Linked DNA regions of Arachis hypogaea: region 1 is linked to region 2. The links are chromatin contacts, called in public Hi-C maps. All regions are on one chromosome and are shown on one strand. Each heading gives the region's core, a stretch centred on a gene start, on an enhancer-like site or on the middle of the called end of the contact. The rest is flanking DNA. Distances are from core to core; before and after follow the strand shown.

Evidence for each region. Hi-C and Micro-C count contacts between places; a contact is called where the count stands out from the background.
Region 1: a contact with region 2 is called in a Hi-C map of leaf, with 4 times the contacts expected there. The contact joins the promoter of LOC112766080 here to the promoter of LOC112764281 in region 2. A contact is called at or near these places in 3 of 8 Hi-C or Micro-C datasets (leaf and an unstated tissue).

What each region holds. Positions count from the first base shown.
Region 1 is chr17:30,542,567-30,549,194 of arahy.Tifrunner.gnm2.J5K5, reverse strand. It overlaps LOC112766080, which reads left to right and starts at 4,991. Exons shown (of 15, transcript XM_072222671.1): 1 at 4,991-5,331; 2 at 5,521-6,050; 3 at 6,341-6,628. The coding sequence starts at 5,091.
Region 2 is chr17:30,351,013-30,357,562 of arahy.Tifrunner.gnm2.J5K5, reverse strand. It overlaps LOC112764281 (zinc finger protein CONSTANS-LIKE 9), which reads left to right and starts at 2,593. Exons shown (of 6, transcript XM_029294465.2): 1 at 2,593-2,786; 2 at 3,832-4,560; 3 at 5,185-5,421; 4 at 6,219-6,529. The coding sequence starts at 3,991.

The DNA.
Region 1 (6,628 bases), core at 3,742-6,241, 190 kb before region 2:
CATTGCGACGGAAGGGAGCGGCGGCGGAGGGAGCTTCGACGGAGGGTTTGCGAGGGACAGTCAGAATCACTGCCAAAGGGAGTCACCAACGAGAAGAGGGAGTGCTGACAGAGGGACCAGGGATGGTGGGAGTGCCGGAAGAGGGAGCGCCAACGGAGGCATTGCAAACGCCGGCGATGTTCTTCGGAGTGCTGGGGTTCTTTTGAAGTGTGACAAAAAAAGCGTGGCTAAATCTCGAATCAATTGTCACCTTCATAAAAGCGTGGCCATAGACTCTTTTTGTCACGCTTTTTAAGCGTAGCAAAAAAAACGTAACAAAATCTCTGATCAACTGCCACTCTCATAAAAGCGTGGCTATTGACCATTTTTGGCCACGCTTTTAAAACGTGGCAAGAAAAAAGCGTGGCCTTTTTTCTTGTAGTGCGATTAGCAGTTAAACAAATTATCAATTAGGTAAACCAAGAAATTATGCACACCAAACAATTGCAAACAAATGCACATGATACATGTCTGTCCTATTGGCCATGAGCTCACGTGTCAGTTATACTGCTAGACTCGACACATCCGATAACTATCTCGGATATACTCTCTCTGTCGTGCATCCCCAGGAGGAACATCCTGGACTTATCACAATCCGGTCTTAGGAGAAAAGTGCCATGTCACCTTCTCACTGGAGGCTAGCTAATCTGAGGATTGTGTGTCCGGACACACTTACGAACAGAAAGAATGTGGATGGGACAAAATCACTATCCCCACATCTACATCGCAACACTGAACAAGCGGGACAAAACCATCATCCTTGCCAAGTGCAGGTGTCTCATTGCAATACTGCGTAAGCGAGATAAAACCACCATCCTTGCCAGGTGCAAGTGTCTCATCAGTTACACAAGTGGGACAAAACTCGCATCCTTGCCAATCAATAGTCATATCTCATAATTACGCAAGCGGGACGAAACCTCCGTTTTTGCCAATACCATCATTCATCATAATCCTCATCAACCAAAATCATCATCATAATTATAAACATAATCATAATCATCACTAATCATATCATCAATAACATAATCATCATCCTCAATCATAACCTCTTCCAATATTAAAACAATCAACATCACCAATCCGTGAGCGGGACAAAGTCACCGACCTCACCATGGGTGGGACAAACCACCATCCTGCAATATTTATATCTCAGTTAACAAGTTTTATCGGAAAATGATTATTCATTATATCTACCCCCATCATATTCAAAGCCTTTAAGATAGTTATTAGACTCCATATGGAGGTTACAAGGGTTACAGACTTGCCGAAAAGGCTTAACAGTTCAAAACCAGCATTTTTAAAAAATCTGCACAATGGTGCGTACGCACAAAATTTGTCTCAATTCTTTGAGGGTTCGCAAATGATGCGTACGTACAGAACCCAGTTCTACTACCCCTGCTGCAAAATCTGCAGGATTCAATCTTAACCACTAATTTTCAAAAGATCATAACTTTTAGTACAAAATTAATTTTAACTCCGTTCTTTAATGACAATAAAATAGACATTCCCAATTTTATTTCAACACAAATTTCACACAATTTTAAGTTCCAAGTGCCAAATTATAACCCGTTGAAGTTGACCAAAATTTATCAAAAACACATTTTTCTACAACACCTAAAATAACCCTTCTCAAAACCTTTTCCTTTTGCAACCAATACCCAATTCTTACCTTAATCATCATATAACTTTCATCCATTTAAAATCACCTAATTTGACACCTTGAAAATCTGAATCTCACTCGCCTTTAATCTTATTTCTTACGAAAATTTTCAAACAAACAACAATATCCACCCTTATAAAGGTGGAAGTGGGGGGTAGTGGAGAGAATGGAAGAAGAGAAAAATTAAAAGATAAGAAGGAAAAGAGTGGGGGATGGCTGTGGGAAAGGAAGGAAAGAGAAAGAGAAAGAAGAATGAAGGAGTAGAAGAAAGAGAAGTGTAGGTGTTGTGGGAAGAGAATGGGAAAGGTGGGGGTATTTATAGGGAAGAGTTGGAGAAAGAAAAAGAAAATAAGAGAGGGAGAGGGTTACAGGTTGAAAGGGATGATGGGGTTGGTGGGGGAGGGGAGGGTTGGGAATGGGAGGGAATCATGGGAAAGAGGGAGGGATGAGATTGGTGAGAGAGAATCTTGGGGTGGGGTGTTTGATTGGATGGTGGGAGACGTTATGGGGAAGTGGAGTGCTTTGATGGTGGAGGAGGGTGTGAGGAACGAGGAAGAGGGAGAGAATCAAGTGGGTTAGGTGCCTTTTGAATTCAAATACAACGAGGAGGGTTTTCAGCGTGCTCGGCGCTAAACGCGGGTTGCAGGCCGCGTTTAGCGCCACCCCTCCCGAGTCCATCCCACGCATGTATATGCCCTCGGCGCTAAACGCCGAATCACTGGCATTTAGCTCCACCCTTTTTTTTTAAACACCCCTGGTGCTAAACGCCCTATGCTAGCGCTAGACGCCAGGGTGCCAGAGGTAAAATTCACAAAAATTCCACCCCTGGCGTTAAATGGCTAAGGTTGGCACTAGACACCGGGATGGTAGCAACAATTTTTTCGAATTATGTGCTTCTTGGTGCCAAACGCCATGTTCCAGCGTTTAACACCCACCCATCTGAATCCAACTCCACCTCTTTATAGAGGTTCCCGCTTCATTCTAAACTCACTTGTTCCTGTTATATTCAAAAGACATGATTCAAATATAGTTAAAATAAGGAAAACTATGAAATATAAATGGATGTTAGAAAGACGCTAGGTTAAAGAAAAAGAAAAAAGTTCTTAGTGTTAATTCTTTCCATTAGTAAAGTGTCTTCTTCTTTTCTTATGAATTTTTGTCTTTTCAATTTACCCTTTATGCTATAATCCATGTTGGACTAATTCTTTTTGTTTAGTCAATAAAATAAATAAATAAATAAATAATAATAATAAAATAATAAAGAAGTGGTGATAATAACACATATATAGCGTTTTTGGTATTATAAATTACAATATTTTCTCACTATCAATTATGATATATGTTTAAGTGAGAAATTTTGGAGGACATTATATTAGACAAAAAATATTATTATTTAAAAAAATTGTTTTAAATAAATAAATATAAGATATTATTGCCAATTTATGAAGTCAGTTTCAATATATTAGGAGAGGGTTCAAATTGACACTATTAAAAGGAGCAATTTTTTTCAAAATTTGAATTAGACCTGAATTATAGGACATGCTATGTGCAGGAGGAGCTATCAACATAGAATGTTAAAGTAGATTGCAGAACGATCGTCAAAGAAATTAGAGCGGGAACAGTTAATTCAAGTTTAGAAAAAAAAAACTGGTAAAAATTTTATAGAAATAACTGTCAATTAAGCATTAGGTTAGTTTATAAATAGAGTTTTAAGCAAACATTGTAGGGAGGTTAGTTCTTTTGAAAAATACTTAAAAATATTCTCAACCCGTTGACATCACAGAGTAAAAATTGAAAATTTTAAATAATTTTTTTAAACTCAAACACTTATAATTTGCTTCTTTCTAATTTTTATTAATAAAATTTTTCTACTTTTACGTGTTCTTTTCTTTTACCTTTAGCTTTTCTTCTTCATCCTTTCTTTAATTTTCTATTTCTTTTAATTTTTGCAATTTACTTTGCCTTTGGCACCTTATATTTCTTTGTTTATTTACTAATTTTATTCCTTTTAATTTCTATTGACGTTACAATTGCGATATTGAGATATTCACCGTTTATTTTAAATATTAACTATTTCTTTGCTTATTTATTAATTTCATTCTTTTAATTTCTATTGACGTTACCATTGCAATATTGAAATATCCATAGTTTCTTTTAAACATCAACAAAATTTGAGTAAAACAGTATCTTATTATACATATAATTATTGTAGTTGACCTTTGTTCAATATATATAAATAAAATGTTAACAATATTTAAAATATCAATATAAAGTTTTAAATATAATCTTTAAAATATATTTTAATTTTATACTCTTATATTTTTAATAATTTTATTATCAACAATGCTAGAAAAATAACAACATTCAACCAACAAGTATTGGATTGTAAAATAGTCTAATAAAACAAAATTAAAAGTAACATTTTTTTAAAATTATTCTTTCACTCTATTTTTTTTTCTCTCAACACTATAATTTTACCTACTACTACTAGCTATCAATAATCATCTTCAGCTGCCTCCGGCTACTCATCATTGGTCACCAAAAATTTTAAACTTAAACCCTAATTCTTATATTCTAAACCTAAATTCTATATTTTAAACTTTAAATTCTAAATTTTATATCCTAAATTAGTTATATTTTGTTTCACTTTTAATTTTTTCATTAAGTTTTGCATATTTTCATTATTTTTAATTTTAGATATTTTTTTTAATGATCAATTAATGACTATTTTATTGATTGAAAAATGTTGATTCTTAATATCTTTTATTTCGTTATATATTTAATTAATAATTTAATTTTAATATACTGTCAATATAAAATAATTTTATACATATATTTAATTCTGTAAAATAAAATGACAACGATATAAAATATTTTATACTATTAATATATATCAAAATAAACTCTTTAATTAAATTCATTTTATAGAGGTTGGACTATTGAATGTTTGAGACTTTGAACAAATTTTCAACTAATTCAACTCTCATAACTTTGTAAATAGCACCAAATATTTTTCTTAATATGTCAAAAGAAAATATTACAACTTTGTAAATAACATATTTTTTAAAACAAAATTATTAATAACATATTTTTTAAAACAAAAAGAGAGATATTTTGTAATACCTCGTTATGTTTAGCAAGAAACCAAACGAAGCCATAGCGCAAGTTTCGAGCCGAGGAGGAATGGGTAGAGCATAAGCTAAAAGCCCAATACGCCTCGCAGGAAACTCGCAATTTCAATTACTTGAAATTCATATAAAAGTGTGTGTCAAATATCATCTTTCGCGCAAAGAAAAAAAAAAAAAAGCCCAATCCGAAATATTTGAATCAGAACGAGACAGAATAGAATAGAGGGAATAGAGTATACTACTGTTTTCAATTTCAAATTGCGATGGAGCCCCTCGGCAACACCGAAACGGAAGACGGAACCGCCGCGCCGGTGAATAAAACCGCCCGCCGCGTCAGCTTCGCCGACAACGAGATCACCTCCATCCATCTCTTCCCCTCCGACGCCGCCGAACAAACTCCTCCGCTCGATGACCACAACAACGTCGTTTCTAGTCCCTTCCTGAGACCAACCGCTTCGCCTCTTTCTCCTCTCAGAACCGCCACTGCTTCCACCGATGACGATGGCAAGTTCCGATTCGCCTTTTTTTTTTATTTTCTGTGGCTGCTCTACTTAACTGCATCTCTCTTTATTTATTTAATTTTTTTTGTAATTTTGTTTTCGTAACTGTGATAATCGCAGTCCAACTGTACCTGTAACTGCCATAGGATTTGTAGTGTAATATGAAACTATTCAGTTATTGATAATTTTGTAGCAGCAGAAGCTTTTCACGGTCCCGTTTTGGCTAGTTTCATTGAACCTGGACGGTTGTCGGGTCCTGATCCCGGTTTCTCCGACGATGTCACCATGGATTCAACTGCGTTCTCGATGCACTATCGGAGCCTCGCGAGGTCAGATTCCGATGATCTCAGAACGCCAAGCCAGAATTGGATCCCTGCTGTTACTAGTACTACTGAAGGAAGCTTCATGACGCTCAGCGACGCAAGGAACGAGATTTGTGACGGCGATTCAGCGAGTGGAGCTAGAGATTCAAACGACATGACTGTGGTGGAGGATAAAGATTATCCATTTAGGTATGATTATGACAGAATGTCTCCTTCGTTAGGTGCAATTTCAGCTGAAGGAAGCAAGGATGCCTGTTCTTTCTTGGAGATATCAAACAGGAGCGCTTATGGTTTATCAACAGAAGAAGACTTTGTATACAGCAAAGGTGATGATGACAATAGTGCTGGTATTGGTATTGGTGCTGATGCTTCGATTAGAACTGCTGATTCTTTGATCAATGTAAGGAGCATCTTGTGTTAGTAGTTGATGTAGATTTAGAATTGGTGGAGGGTTTGGCTGTTTTGGAAGGAAAGGAGAGGGAAAGGAAGATGTATCTTAATTCTTAGTTTAGGAACAATTTTCCTAAAGCTAGAACATGTTTTCTTAAACTGAAAAACTTACCCTCCTTTTTTTCCAGAACCTTTTGAGCAAAATGGCAATAGCATCTCCCTCATTAGAGCTTGTTGATTTGCAATTTATACTGATATTGGTTTTTGAGTGACTTATAGTGTGTATTGGAAAGGAAACAGGATAAGAGTCCTGCTAAGGGAGTTATAGATGCGACCAACTGTATCCGAGAAGTGTCAACTCCGTCGATGAATTCCCTGAAAGAGCGCCTGAGAGGATTACAATTGTGCCATGGTAATATGCAAGAGTTGTCTCATGAGGGCAACTTAGATGGAGATGATTTTAGTGCCCGGATTTCTGCTCAGAAGAAAAGAAAAAGTTTTGAGATGCCAAGAGGTCGAAAGATCATGGATGAATCAGGGAGGATTGACGCAAGTCCACAGCTCCATAATGGTTGGAAGAGTGACCAA
Region 2 (6,550 bases), core at 1,344-3,843:
GAAACTCCGGAACATGCATGGCTTCCAAGTCCAGAACTCGCATGAATGAAGGCTCCCCAAACGGCATATCGTTGGCGAGTGCATCTGCCACCTCTGTCACATCCGGATCCATATTTCCCTCACCATGATCGTCATCTCCATCTGCACCAACACATTCGTAGTTGCTTTCGAACTCTTCTTCACTGTCACTATTATAATCTTCCCGTAGAATGTTTCGGTCTGCCTCAGATTGTTCAAACTCAACATACAACTCGATAAACGAGATCTACGCCCGGTTTTCAATATACATTGAAAACATCTCCTGCATGCTCGCTTCGTCCGTGACATATCTTGTTTGAAATTGGACAAACCCACCAAATACCGGTACGGGATATCTGTATAGAACACAGGATATTTTTCTTGCCCCCTCAGAATCAATCTTTTCACAGATCAAACCTTTCAGTTCTTCAAAGGAAATGATAAAAGGAATAACAACATCTATTGGATTTTCACAAATAAATTTTACCCCTTCAGATGTTTCTAATAAAATTTGACCAAAATAATACACCTTTATTAGTACTCTATCACTCATTTCTCCTACTCACAAAAAAAAAAAACATAACACTAACTACACACTCCTTTGATTTTGAACAAGCATATAAGAGATCCAGAAGAAGGAAACAGAGGAACGAAGCGGCGCATAAGAAGGGGAAGAAGAAGGGTCCCCAAACGCTAACTCGTTGCACACTTTTATATACACTCTATACTCAATTCGGACCATCCGACTAGGTTAACTTCATTCAAAAATATACTAGGCAACCAAATCGGACCATACGTGTTCATAAACCGGTTCTGCCATCCCCAGCCAAAACGGACGGTCCGAATCCACTCAACAAACACGCAACTCGGACCTTGCGTGTTGTGCCTCCCCTATGCCATCTCGCAGGGTCCGATTCCCCCCCCCCAACTCGGACCGTGCGTCTTCCGGTTTACCATAGCCACGAACAGAGAACTCGGACCGTCCGAGTCCTCCTCCCAAAACCTGCCAAAATTCTGCCCCACATCCATGTCTAACCCACCTTAACTCCATATCCATGAAAAGCTCACATACGAGCTCCATATCCAAAAAATTGAGCCCACATATATATAACATATATATGTGTGTGTGTATAAAACTTTCATCAAGTCACCAAAAAAATATAAAGGGTATAAAAGAGTGGTACAAGTTAAAAGCAAAATAATATCTCAAATAAATTTTTAAAGAATTTTTAGTCAAATAATTTAATTTTTAATAAATTTTAATGATTAAATTAGTCCGTATATTTTATTTTATTAGATATATTAATTTTTTATATTATTTAATAAAATTAGATAAATTAATTTTTATTATTGAAATGAAAAAATTTAAAAATTTTAAATTATTTTTATGTAAATAAATAATTTAATATAAAAATTAATTAAAATATATTTTAAATTAAAATATCTGACTAAAAAATTTTCAAAAATTTATTTGAAATACTATTTTCCGTAAACTAAGTAACAAGTGATTGCGGTGAGGACACGAAACTGACAAGAAGCCCATAAAATGGAACACCTAAGACCGAAGCGTGAAAAAGCCAACCGAAAATGGAAAACCAGATTGTGAAAAAGTTCACTAAATAAATCCCTATTTGTCCACCTCACCCATCATGTGATGCACTTTTTGGGGGGGAAAAAAGAGGTTCAACCTTCCTATGACCATTAACAGTACACCCTTTTATTATTTATAATTTTTTTTATTATTTAAACACAATAAACAATCCCAACAACAACATTCACACGGACACAGATAAGAAAAAGTGCAAGGAGAGAGAAAGGGTGCAGAGGGGAAAAAGTCATGTTATTCAATATCAAAAAGTCTTGGATGCTTTTGGGACAAAAAATAAACGCTAGATCTGCTCAACTCAAATAATAGCTCAACAACATCCTAGTTAATATATTAAAAAATTCAATTAAAAAATGAATAAATATACTAATAGTAACAATAACATTATAAAATATTGCAGCACTTTTCTTTTATATATTATAATAGTAAAACATGGTAGAATAAAATGAATATATATATTTTGGTGATGCTTGTAATCAAATTAATTAAGTGGGTTTAATAATTTATTAACACAATAAAATTAATTAAAAAAGATTTTGCTAAAATATAGTTATAAAAATAATTTACTTATATAATATTTTTTATATTTAATTTTTTAATCAATTTGGATAAGTCAAATGATTAGTTTACTTATTCGTTTAAATAAATATAAAAAAATTTAAATTTTATTTTATATATATAATATTTTATTAATTAATAATAAATTTTTAAATAAAATTTTAATTCATAGCAAATTAATTCTTAATCAACAATTTCATGAGAAATCAAAATAATATATATATATATATATATATATATATATATATATATATATATTTGACCCTTTTTCTTTTTGGTTTTTGGGTGATGGGGAGGGACCAAGAAATAGAAAAGGGAAAAGGCTTAGTAAGCTTTTGCTTTCACTATGAAAAAGACATGGCCCCACATGCATTATATGTTTTTTACTCTTTTGTTTTGCACTTTTTATCAGCTTAGCTTATGTCACAATACCTACATACCCCATTGCATTATTCTCAATTTCAATTTCTCATCTTACACCTAACCCCCCCCCCCCTCTTTCTCTCTCTCCCTTCCATATCTAATCTACAATCTAACCTATTCCTCCTATCTATCTGCACAGAGCAGAAGAGAGAGAACAAGAAAGAAAGAAAGAAAAAAGGGGGTCAGTGTTTGTTCTCTTCAATAGTCCTGCTTCTACCCCTCTCTAGGGTTTCCTTTGCTTTCAGTTTTTGCTTCTTAATATTTTATTCTGAAAAAGCAAAAAAGAAAATTTTCCTTTTTTATTTTTATTTTTTGGTTTTCCTTACCGATCTTGTCCTCTGTCTTTCTTTCCGTATGGTAATTTCTTGCTTTCTGATCTCTTTCTCCTTTCTGTTCTTCTCTGTTAAAAGTTCATGCTGATTCCCCTGTGTGTGTTTTAGTTCATGTTTTTCTGTGAAGCTTGAGATAAGGAAAAGTAGGGAATCTTATGTGAAGAGTACTTCCTTTTTTTTTTTCTTTTTTACTTTTTGTGGTATATTTGTGTTTTGATTGGATTTGATTTGATTTGTTGTTCTTGTTGTTTCTGTATTCTTCTTCATATCCCCCCGCCCCCTTTTTTTCTGTTTTGTTTTTACTTTCTGACCTTTATGTATTGTTAATAATGATCTGCTACTTTTAGTCATTCCATGGAAGATGATATCTTTTAAGGATTCTGGAAAACTAAGTTTAACTTTTATTTGGTTTATTTTCTAGTTCTACTGGAATTCTTTCATGGAGGAAATTCACTTTTTTTTTTTGGTGGAAATCAAAACGGAATTTTGGTTCCTTAACTCCAAAAGGATATTTCAACTGTATTAGAACTTTGGTTGATTATAAATTTATAATTTATCATTCTTATTGAGAAAGTGGTTTAGTTTCTTTGCTGCTGTGACAATATCTATGGAGTTTCCATTTCAAGTATTATTTACCTTTTCTGATACTTGATTCATTGCTTTGAACTTTCCTTTTAGTCTTTATGTCTGCTATTGGCTGCAACTTTCCATAATTTACTAGCCATAATCCATGGCATCTATGCATAATTCTGAATTTGTAGTGGAATTTCCATTTTGTTATTTATTTCTCTGTATATTAGCAAGTTTATTTCTGTTAGCATGGAAATGCTTACTTATTTGTCTTCTGGCCACAACTGAACTAAAACTTCCCTCCTTCGTTGCATTGTTTAGCAGCTTGTAGGTTGTACAACTGAGATCAGCTTCGACGTCTGAAAATAAGAAAAGGATTTTGTTTTTAAGTTGATGTTGCAGCTTCAGTAGACAATTACTAATTGGAGAATTGTTATTCTAGATCAAGGAGCAAGCTAAAAGGTAAAAAAGTCAGTTTAAGAGATGGGTTATTTATGTGACTTTTGTGGAGAGCAAAGGTCCTTGGTATACTGCCGCTCAGATGCTGCATCCTTATGTTTGTCGTGCGATCGGAATGTTCATTCTGCTAATGCCCTTTCTAAGCGCCATTCCAGAACCCTTGTATGTGAGAGATGTAACTCACAACCTGCTTTTATAAGATGTGCTGAGGAGAAAATTTCACTCTGTCAGAACTGTGACTGGCTCGGTCATGGTACCACTGCGTCTACTTCGGGGCATAAGAGGCAAACAATCAATTTATATTCTGGCTGCCCTTCAGCTGCAGAATTTTCTTCAATATGGTCCTTTTTCTCAGATATACCTGCTATGGGTGAAACATGTGAGCAGGAACTTGGTTTAATGAGCATTAGTGAGAACAGTGAAAAGAGTGCTTGGGTTCCTCCAGAAAACCAGAATGCTTCTAGTTCTGCTCAAGCGACCAATCTACCCGGCAAGGATAAATCTTGGGTTGGCACATCTACAATGCCTGAGTCAAGCTCAGAACCTCGTATCATGGACCAGCCACCTGGACCTTCCAATGCATGCGTGCCTAAGGTAGAGCCTATTACATTTTTGCCGCTGAAATGTTATAAACTTGATGGACATGTTAACAACTGTTAATGAATGCAATTTCAAGCTTGTTGGGAGTTGGTTCTGCATCTAACTTTGTTAGTGATTTATATCGGTCCGTTATAGAAGCTCTCCAGTAATAGTAAAACTACAGGGAAAGTCCTAACCATGCTAAGTGATGGACTTTTTAACGACTGAACATGCTAAAAGAAGTTTCAACTCCAAGGGTGAGCTCTTATGGTTTCGGGATTTACATTGGTTAGATTTGGCTACTGCAGTAGTTGTGTAGCCAGAGTCTAATTAAAATATGCATTTAAATTTACTAAGATGTTCTCTTTCACAGAGTGTTGAAATTGTTATGCCAAAATTTGTTCTATGGATTCCGATGATAGGTGACATACTGACTTGGATAATTGCATGTTGATACAAGGCAATTGGGTATCAATATATTAGCATAATGATACATGTTGTGGACATAAAATTGCTCCGTATCTTGTATGCAATTGAATGCCATTTAATGGGATTTTACTAATTCTTTACTGAAATGAGTGACGTAATGTTTAGCTTTTCATCAAATCATTTGTTTAATCCGTCTTGATGAATCTGCAGTTATATTGTCCTGTGAAAACAACTCCTGCACTCTGTGAAGATGATGATAATCTATATGACGATTTCAACATGGATGAAGTGGATCTGGATCTTGAGAACTATGAGGAACTTTTTGGTGTGGCTCTCAGTCATTCTGAAGAGCTTTTTGAAAATGGTGGAATTGATAGCTTATTTGGGACAAAGGAAATGTCTGCCAGTGCTGGGGACTCCAATTGTCAGGGCGCGGTTGCTGCTGAGGTACTCAAATCTTGTCATCCTTTGTTTCTGATGAGCTTGATTATTCTATTATCGCTATCTGTTATTTAGTCATGTATATTAACTAAAAATTTATTGTGTGACCAGTTTCTTTATGCAATTCAAGGCTGTGTTCATCAGGAAATTTTTGTGTGATTTAGTTCTAAAATCACGTTGTTTGTTCACATGCGTATCTATCTTTTCGAGTTAGCGCCTTTACTCAATCCCAATAGGATTTGTCCATGTGTTTCCACCATCTTGATTTGTTTGAGTTCTTGGTCAAGTACCTGATTTGGTTAACCATTAGCATTTGTCTCATTTAATTAAACAATGTAATGCAATATCCAGTGGTTTAAAATTGGTAAGTGTGCTAAGCTTGCTGGTTTTTTCAGCACAAATGTTCACTTTCTCAATGTTGTAAACCATACAATATATAATTTATAATTAATCCGGGGTATAGCCAAACTGGTAATTTAAATGATCATAGTGCTGATTTTGATGTCAATTGTCTGGAAGTTCTGAAGTAGCATAAAATTGAGCATGTTCCCTTTGTTTTTTTGGAGAAGAATGGATCACATTTCTTTTATTTGAACTTTTACTTATATTTTGTTGAATCACATAAGCTGAATGCATTTAAGTGGAGTAAATGAGATTTTCGCTGTTCAGTATTTGTATGCCTGCAATATGGAAATCATTTTATATAGTAGACAGTAGCTAGTTTCCTTTATACTATCCGAGTTAAATGGTTTTGCATTGCTTTGTGCTAATACTTATTATCATATCTGTACTTATGGTTTCAGGGCTCAACTGGATTAATCAATGCAACACAACCAGCATGCAGCAATGCTGCATCTGCAGATTCAATGATGAGCACTAAAACTGAACCAATTATTTGTTTTACTGGAAGGCAATCCCAATCGAACATTTCTTTTTCTGGTGCAACTAAAGATGGTGGTGGTGGTGGTGGTGGTGACTATCAAGACTGTGGGGCTTCTTCAATGCTTCTCATGGGAGAACCTCCCTGGTGTCCTCCTTGCCCTGAGAGCTCTATGCAATCTGCTAACCGCAGCAACGCTGTCATGCGTTATAAGGAAAAGAAAAAGACACGAAAGTAAGTTTTTTACTCATACTG